Regions from separate parts of the Zea mays genome. Here regions 1 and 2 are each linked to region 3. Evidence: chromatin contacts called from public Hi-C data. All regions are on one chromosome and are shown on one strand. Each heading gives the region's core, a stretch centred on a gene start, on an enhancer-like site or on the middle of the called end of the contact. The rest is flanking DNA. Distances are from core to core; before and after follow the strand shown.

What was found. A called contact is a pair of places that touch in the nucleus more often than the background predicts.
Region 1: a Hi-C map of ear shows a contact between it and region 3, with 2.2 times the contacts expected there. The contact joins the promoter of LOC100191648 here to the promoter of LOC100280338 in region 3. A contact is called at or near these places in 8 of 25 Hi-C or Micro-C datasets (bundle sheath, ear, endosperm and 3 more).
Region 2: a Hi-C map of ear shows a contact between it and region 3, with 3 times the contacts expected there. The contact joins the promoter of LOC100502274 here to the promoter of LOC100280338 in region 3. A contact is called at or near these places in 6 of 25 Hi-C or Micro-C datasets (bundle sheath, ear, leaf and 2 more) and 1 of 3 datasets of contacts at active chromatin or transcription factors (leaf).

The regions. Positions count from the first base shown.
Region 1 is chr6:92,191,641-92,194,340 of Zm-B73-REFERENCE-NAM-5.0, forward strand. It overlaps LOC100191648 (Transducin/WD40 repeat-like superfamily protein), which reads right to left and starts at 1,424. Exons shown (of 8, transcript NM_001137077.1): 1 at 1,189-1,424; 2 at 917-991; 3 at 720-809. The coding sequence starts at 967.
Region 2 is chr6:92,284,782-92,287,481 of Zm-B73-REFERENCE-NAM-5.0, forward strand. LOC100502274 (Protein LAZ1) reads left to right here and starts at 1,251. Exons shown (of 10, transcript XM_035959972.1): 1 at 1,251-1,439; 2 at 2,114-2,154; 3 at 2,245-2,459; 4 at 2,574-2,630. The coding sequence starts at 2,304. It overlaps LOC542305 (cyclin 3), which reads left to right. Exons shown (of 11, transcript NM_001363253.1): 11 at 1-234.
Region 3 is chr6:91,793,924-91,796,623 of Zm-B73-REFERENCE-NAM-5.0, forward strand. LOC100280338 reads left to right here and starts at 1,309. Exons shown (of 41, transcript NM_001362453.1): 1 at 1,309-1,843; 2 at 1,919-2,019; 3 at 2,110-2,234; 4 at 2,327-2,420; 5 at 2,538-2,648. The coding sequence starts at 1,621.

The DNA.
Region 1 (2,700 bases), core at 174-2,673, 400 kb after region 3:
ATATGTACTCCCTCCATTCCAAACTAGACGATTCAACATTTTTAGATACATAGTTTTTGCTATGCACTTAGATATACACTATATCTAAATACATAGTAAAATAAATATATCTAGAAAAGTCAAAACTTCTTATAATTTTGAACAAAATGAGTAAAAATGTAAAATATTTAAATACATTGATAGGACTACCTTTACTAGGAATACTACTTTCATAATGTATATCTCTATTTAAAAAAATATACTATTATAGATATTGGCAGTCAAGTGTTATATTAGAGACCACATTGATGTACAAGTTCTGCTCAGAGGAAAAGCTAGGACCTAGGAGATGATCTAAGATAACAAAACTCTGATACAAAGTCTTTTCGGCTCAGCAATAGTACTTTTAGCAAACCAATATGTACCCCCCGCAAAAAAAAATACAAACAGATCTTCCTGAGGCTTTGTCCTTTTTGCCAGTAATGTTTTGGGCTTTCAGCGACTCGTATAATGCTTAAAATGCTAACCCTGTATGTGTGAATACTCACATCATCAGTTCATCCAAAATGGATTCCCTTGAAACCAAAACAGCTTAACTAACCATACACAGGTTTTTAATATCAGATTCTCTTCATTTCACCCACATAATGTTGACCTAAGATTTCTAGTGAGACACCAATTGCATGTTTTTGCAATCCAAATCCAGGCTAATGCAAATATGCAATGAAAAGAGAGGTGACCTTTTCGGCATTTGCAGCAGCTTTTGCAGATTGGCCATATAGCTTCTCTTTTACACTGAGCTGCCCTTTCAACTTCTTGTCCCCCAGCGCCTACAGAGCCATTCCAAATGAGAGTAGCATAGCTGGTTAGCATATTCATCGTACAGTAGAATGATCGACACTTGCAGTTTGTTTGCAAGAGCACAGTAGTGGATTACCTTCAGGTCAGCACCCTGCCCCCGTGAATATTTGGCCACCTCCACCTCCATCTCCAGCTCGTGCGGAGCGTCCTGCTACACATGGTTATTAAAGCGGTAAAACGTTACGAACCACCTTTTTTAACGTTGAAACGTCTTTTCAGATTTTACATAAAAGTTCAGATGTAGAATAAGTTCATAAGTTCATACATAGGTTGAGTACTTGAGTTCATAAAACAAATACTAGCATAAAAGGAAACAGAGCAAGTTCAACCACACAAGTTACAACTTACTGTTTGAACCTGAACTGGGACTGGGTGCTTCACCGTCTGAATCTGATGAAGGATGGAGGAGGGGGCAGAGGAGAGGATGGACCAATGTAAGCTGGAACCGGAGGATGGACGCGGGCGGAGAGTCGGCGACGGCACTGGAGGAGGGATTTGGGCGCCGGCGCTGGAGGAGGGAGTCGGGCGGCGGCGCTAGGAGGAACTGGAGGAGAGGATGGAGGCGGGCGTCGGCGGCGGGGCAGTCTTCGGTGGTGGGGTTTTGCTCACGCTTGGGAATGATGGGAGAAGACAAGGCAGAGTAGGGTTGCAAGCGGCGCGGGCCTGCCTGCAAGCCCATTTAGCCCGCCCCGCAAACAAAAAAAGGTCCGCTGGACAATTGCAGGCCGCCTGTTTTACTGTTGCAAACATTAGATTGGAGGATGAAAACGGTCGGAAACCGTCGGTAAACACTGAAACTATTACCGTTTTCATATTTTTTTATTGGAAATAAAATCAAAAACGGTAACTCCGAAAACAGAAACGAAATCAGTATTTCGGAAACATCGGAAACGAAAGTTTGGTACGGAAAATACATCGGTAACGGTCGAAATCTAAAATACGATCGGTAAACATATCAAACTTCACAATACAACAAAGTTGACAAAAGATCACAAAGACCACAAGTCCACAATTCATGATATAACAAGTTCACAAGGATCACAAATTTATAATATAAAAAATTTACAAAGATCACAAGTTCACAGTATAACAAGTTCATAAAGATCACAAGTTCACGGACTCAAAGTTCACAATTTATAATATCCACTCGATATAGCTGACATAGCATGTTTACTTATGAAATATTTTTTCTTCACATAAAGAGTTTTTCACAACCTCATAGGAAAACCATAAAACCTAATGTGTGGAAAAGACCAAATCGTTAATCTCAACTGCCTTCCAACACCATCTATCCCAAAAAAATCTTAAGGCGTATAAAAAATACAAAAATAAGTAATCTTTATCTAGAGACGTACAGGCGATGCGAAAAATCACATGCTGGAAAATTCCGAGACACAATTCCAAAAAATTTCGAGACACAATTCCGGAAAATTTCGAGACACAAATCCGGTAATTTCCGACAAAACCCGTTAACTGAAGGAAACGATCGGTAAAACATCACGCCGATTCCGATACCGATTCCGATAGAAAATTCCGAAAACCGATTCCGTTTTCAAAAAATACCGTTACCGATGAATCCGATCGAAAAATTTAAAATCGGTTTCCAAAATTCCGAAAAATTCTGAAATCGTTTTCATCCCTAATCTAGATTACAAATTACAGTTCCACAAGGAGAGAAGGGGGCAGAGGGCACAACAAAAATTAACAAACCACGAATCGAGTCGAGTATTATTTTTTTAAATACAAAAGTGGCTAATCGCAGAGTTAAAGGAGTTTAGCACTATCGGTCGGTTGTAGAAGAGCCCTAGATTGGATTAATTTCATCTGATGGGGAAAACTTACCGTAGTAACATACTTGTT
Region 2 (2,700 bases), core at 1-2,500, 490 kb after region 3:
AGTGGGATCTATCTGAATATATGCAACGGCTGTTGCAGCAAATATTTGGTGGGGCTGGGTTGGTGTGTTGTTTGTTAGTTCAATAACTTAACATTAATGAAACAGTGTTTGTGTTGTTTAGGGTTTTTTTTTCCAATTATATCGATTGGAATTTCATTTGTTGTATCCTGGCCATCATTCTTTACTCATGTCATGTGACACCTCTGCGTTTTGAAAAATAAACATTGATTATGTGGATCTGCTGAAATTGTTGTCTGACTTGCCAGTATTCACTCAACGCGGTTATCGACCTAGACAGTAGATGCGTCAAACATGAAGCCGTGTCTCATGCCCATTAGTTCCTGGTAATTAAATTTGTATTGTTATTATCACTTTTTTTGTCTTTTTCTTGATATCATGGACTTTTTTTTGGGTTATGAACTTTACATCCGCAATTAACAACACCTTGCAGTGTGAAACGTGAATGGCTCTGAAGTGAGCTTGTAGTAGCTGGTTTACTACTATGACCATGACCACCTTGCATTTCAGGCGTGAGGTTATTGATTTTTTTAAACTTCAACAAAAAAATGTGAAGTATCATTTATTTTATTTATCAGTTGAGGTTGTTTGAACGTGACTTAAAATTTTACATTTTTAAATAAATATTTTGAATAAAATAAGTGGTTGTTTTTTTAAAATTTTACATTTTTGAATAAAATAAGTGGTTAATTTTTTTTAAAAAGTCAACGGTGTCATATACTACCTCTAGTTTTTTATATATGACGCTCACCAATTCATTTTTGACTTTTCGACGACAAAAAAAAAAATTGGAGGTAGTATTTAAGAACGATGGAGTATTAGACAAAATACTCTCAGCAGCAAGCTCTTAAATTTTATTCGCCCCTGGCGTCTTGAAATTATATATACAATCTCTTGCCCTTATCGGGGGAAAAAATATATCACCTATCTTGAATTGAGTTAAATCCGCCCATTGCCATGGAAGTCCATCTCTCAAGTCCTCCACATGATCTTCCAGATCGTCTCAACTCCATGCCTCCAATCAAACAACTTTGATCCCCATTGTACAATGGAGTCACTTTGACAGCCACCGCGTCTCTAAATACAACCATCCATGCTTAATACACCTTTTGTTTTTATTAGTCTGTATGTTTTCGACGCATTGTGTTGTTTTTTTAGTAAAATGCAAACTGCATACCAAATCACCTTTTGTGTTCTAGTTTAATTTTCAAGATCCAAATTTGAATTGGGGGCTACGATCTGGAGTTGCCAGAGAACGAAGGCAAGAGCACAGGAAAAAAAAGAGGGCCAGCCCAGAGAGAGCGAGAGTTCCTGGTTGACCCGACCAGACAGACAGCGACTGCAAACAAAACCAGAGACGTTGCGAGCATGTGGTGCAGGAGAAACAATTTCTCTCCCCGCCGTCCCTGTCTCCCTGACAAGTACGATTCCGCCACCTAATCCTCTGTATGTAAATGTAATCAAGCCCCACGCTCCCCATGGTTCTCTTCCAACCCCAATTAATCCTAGGCAGGCAAAGCTCGTTTTTTCTTGTGCGCCGGTTGATTGGGCTCTCTGTTTGCGGAGTCTTGCTCTCCCTCTGGTCGGTTTTCGTTGATCCCTCCTGCATTGGTTTGCTCCGGCTCAGATCCGATTCTCTAGGTTTGTATCCTTTCCTTTAGTTCTGTTTTGGATCCTCCCTTCGTCAAGTTTTCCGGCGGTGACGGTGAGGGAGAAGTGGGTTGGCAATTTGACGAAGACACGGCCGCCCACCGCCGTGGGGTCATCCATTAGTGCGACGTCCGACGTCGCCATGGGTGATCCGGCTGCTCGAGCTTGCTCAGGTTTCCTTTTAGGGGCTATTTTGGATCGAAGATCGTTTCTTGGCGGAAAACTCCCAGATTTACAGAAGCTCACCTATTGCCCCTTTAATATTTTTTCCAGTTCCAGATTTCCCAGTAGCCCCCTTCAAATCTTTGATCGGGGTTGGGTGCAAAGCAACGTTATTTCTGCTTCATTCATGTGCGGTCTTTACGAGTTCAATTCTGCTGCCCCTTCAAGATTTGCCCTTGCGTCCTCCTCATCTTTATCTCTTTTATATATATGGTGTTTGCAGGAAGAGAGACCAAAGTATCAAGTGGAACAACAGAATTTTAGGTACTGCCGTGCCGCTCAACAAGGGAAGAGCAAGAGCTCCAGTCTCTGTCTCACTTATTATGATCCTCTATGAACCATACCCTGCAACAGATTTCATTCCAAACGGGGCATAATCATTGAAGACCAGTTAAGGGGGGCAGTGAGAAGGGATGGCGGTGGAGTTGGCCAAGCAATTGCTTGCGGTTATTGGAAGCTATACACCACCTCTCTGGGCTACCCTCATCGCCGGGGTTTTTGTTATCATCTCCGTCTCGCTGTCCCTGTACTTGCTGTTCAATCATCTGTCAGCCTACAAAAACCCAGAGGTTGTGGATCGTTATCAGTGTTGCTTAGTGTTTAAATAAATCAATGTGATACATTGTTTGAACCGTGTCTGACTTGGTATTTTCACTCATTCTTGCCGCATTATGCTCTTTCAGGAACAGAAGTTTCTTGTCGGCGTCATTCTCATGGTGCCGTGCTATGCAGTCGAGTCGGTAAGGTGCTGTGCTGCTGCTTTGTCATTCATCCTAGATTAATACCTAGTCCATATAGGATAAGATCTGG
Region 3 (2,700 bases), core at 59-2,558:
GCAGCAGCATTGTGGCGCTTCAGCCACCTTCGGTGGTGCCAGGCAACACGAGATGTGGGAGGAGAGCGTCGCCTCTGCCATCACCGCGAGGAGGGGATGGCTCGGGGAAGAGGTGGGTTTTAGGTTAAGGGTTTCATGAGAGTAGAGGAATGTGGACCGGGGAGCAAGCAAATCGACAGAGGGCAATGAGCCTTACATGCTTGGCATATGTGATGGACTCTGACAGGTCGCCGCGATGGCGAGATGACAGAGTCTGGCAGTCGCGGTGGCAGTGGGAGTTGGTCCAGCCAGGGAACATGCACCGGGAGGGAGAAAAGGGAAGGAAGACGCAACACAACTCCCTCCGTTGAATCCAATTGAAATTTCGGGCTCGAAAAGGTAGCTGCTGCACAAGAGTTGCGTGCCAACACACGGACAAGCGCACGGGGCGCTATCAGGCCTTTTCGCATCCGCTCCTGACACACGTCAACACGCCGGAGGGAGAGAGAGACAAATAGATAGATAGATAGAGAGAGAGATTGCAATTGGATGGGCTTCCTTTGCACCGCGTGGAAGTGGAACCATATGTAAACTCGGGAAAGATGAAACCGAGTTGTTGAATCTTCCGAAGCTACCTACTTTAGTTTCAGCTTTTGCCAATCATTTTCTCTGCGAGACAAGAAACATATACAAGATATTTGGTTCATGTATGGGTGAGAATGAAGCGTGCATGCATCTTTGTTCCATGACTTTATCATCATGCATCTAAGGGGGTATTTGGTTCCACGCTCTTAAAGTTTAGTCCCTCTTGATAATTACGAGTATTAAACATAGTTTAATTATAAAATTAATTACACAGATTAAGACTAAAAGACGAGACAAATTTATTAAACCTAATTAACTATATATTTAATATTCATAACTTCAAAATTTAATGTCAAGTTACTCAAACACTCTCTAAAAAGTTCACGCCCATAACTGGTTTAGTGACCAGAAAATTAAAGATAATGTATGAAGAAAGATCCCAAAGAGATTCCTCGATCCCTCCAATTTACTTGTGACCAGCCCCAAAGGGTGCAACTGCCCCGGACCCGGTGATCTATTCGGTGGGCTCATGGGCTGGCTTGTCGATCTTGTTGGGTTGGGCTTGGGCCCAGCCAATTCGCCAGCAGGTCACGCCTCAATGCATGGGGCCACTGGCTCTCACTCTGTAACTCCTTGTCCCGTGCAGGTGCGGTGCAGTGCAGTGCATAAACCCTAGTGGCAAAATCGTAGAACCCCAGGCCGCTTTGTCTCTGCCCACGGTCCAACCGAAGGAAAAAAAAGTTTGAAAATCAAACACCTTTCATTCCCCCCATCCCTCCTCCTGCTCATCACTGCTGCTCTCTGGCTGCTCCCTCTCCCTCCATCCCCACTGCTGCTCTCTTGCCAAATCTGATCTAGGGTTTCGTTCCATCTCCACGCGCCGTCCCAGTACCTATCTACTCTAGACTACTACAGTATCCAAAAGGCAAGCTTATCTGCGGAGGGAGTGAGCTGACGCATTCCCGTGCTGGCGAGGGACAGCCAGACCCAGACGGGGAGATCCGATCCGATTCCGTGCTAGCTGCTGCGGAGTGAGTGAGGTGACGCGGGAGCGGGATGGCGGCGCCGGGGCGGAGGACGGCGGACGTGTCCTCGTCCTCGCCCGCCCCCTCGCCGTCCCCTTCCACCGGTAGGCGCCTCCTGCGCACGCAGACCGTCGGCAACCTCGGCGAGTCCATCTTCGACAGCGAGGTCGTGCCGTCCTCGCTCGTCGAGATCGCACCCATCCTCCGCGTCGCCAACGAGGTCGAGGCCACCAACCCGCGCGTCGCCTACCTCTGTAAGTAATTCCTTCTCTTGCGCTACTTACTACTACTACTACTAGCGCTCCGATCCGATTCCTCGTTTGCTCCAGGTCGCTTCTACGCTTTCGAGAAGGCTCACCGCCTCGACCCGACATCCAGTGGCCGTGGTGTTCGTCAGTTTAAGACCGCACTTCTGCAGAGGCTTGAGAGGGTCCGTAGTAGTTGCACTTAAAACTCGCCACATATTCGCACACACCTCCACAACCTGCCCATGATTCTGTACACCTCTGCGCTTCTCCAGGAAAATGATCCCACGCTCAAGGGAAGGGTCCACCAGAGCGATGCTCGGGAGATGCAGCGCTTCTACCGCGAATACTACAAGAAGTACATCCAGGCACTGCAGCATGCTGCTGATAAGGCTGACCGGTGAGTGAGCAGACTCTTTTCCCGCGACGCTTCGTGCCTTCGCCGCTCGCTCGGTGCTCCGCCCTTCACGCTCTGCCTTTCTGTCTCCCCAGAGCACTGCTCACTAAAGCGTACCAGACAGCTGCTGTCTTGTTTGAGGTCTTGAGGGCCGTTAATGTCTCGCAGTCCGTTGAAGTCGATCAAGCGGTATGCCATTCATCTCCGCTGTATGCTGATCTCTGTTTTCTTTCTTTCTTCGCATTGGCACACCTTGACTTTTATCAACAGTGACTGTGAATCCTGCTCGTTTTTTTTGCTGCACAGATTTTGGATACACACAATAAGGTTGAAGAAAAGAAAAAGTTGTACGTACCTTATAACATTCTCCCGCTTGATCCTGAAAGTACTGGTCAAGCCATTATGCGATATCCAGAGGTTTTTTTTTTGTCTATCATCTTGTCTCATTAACAGTGACACCAAACTACGC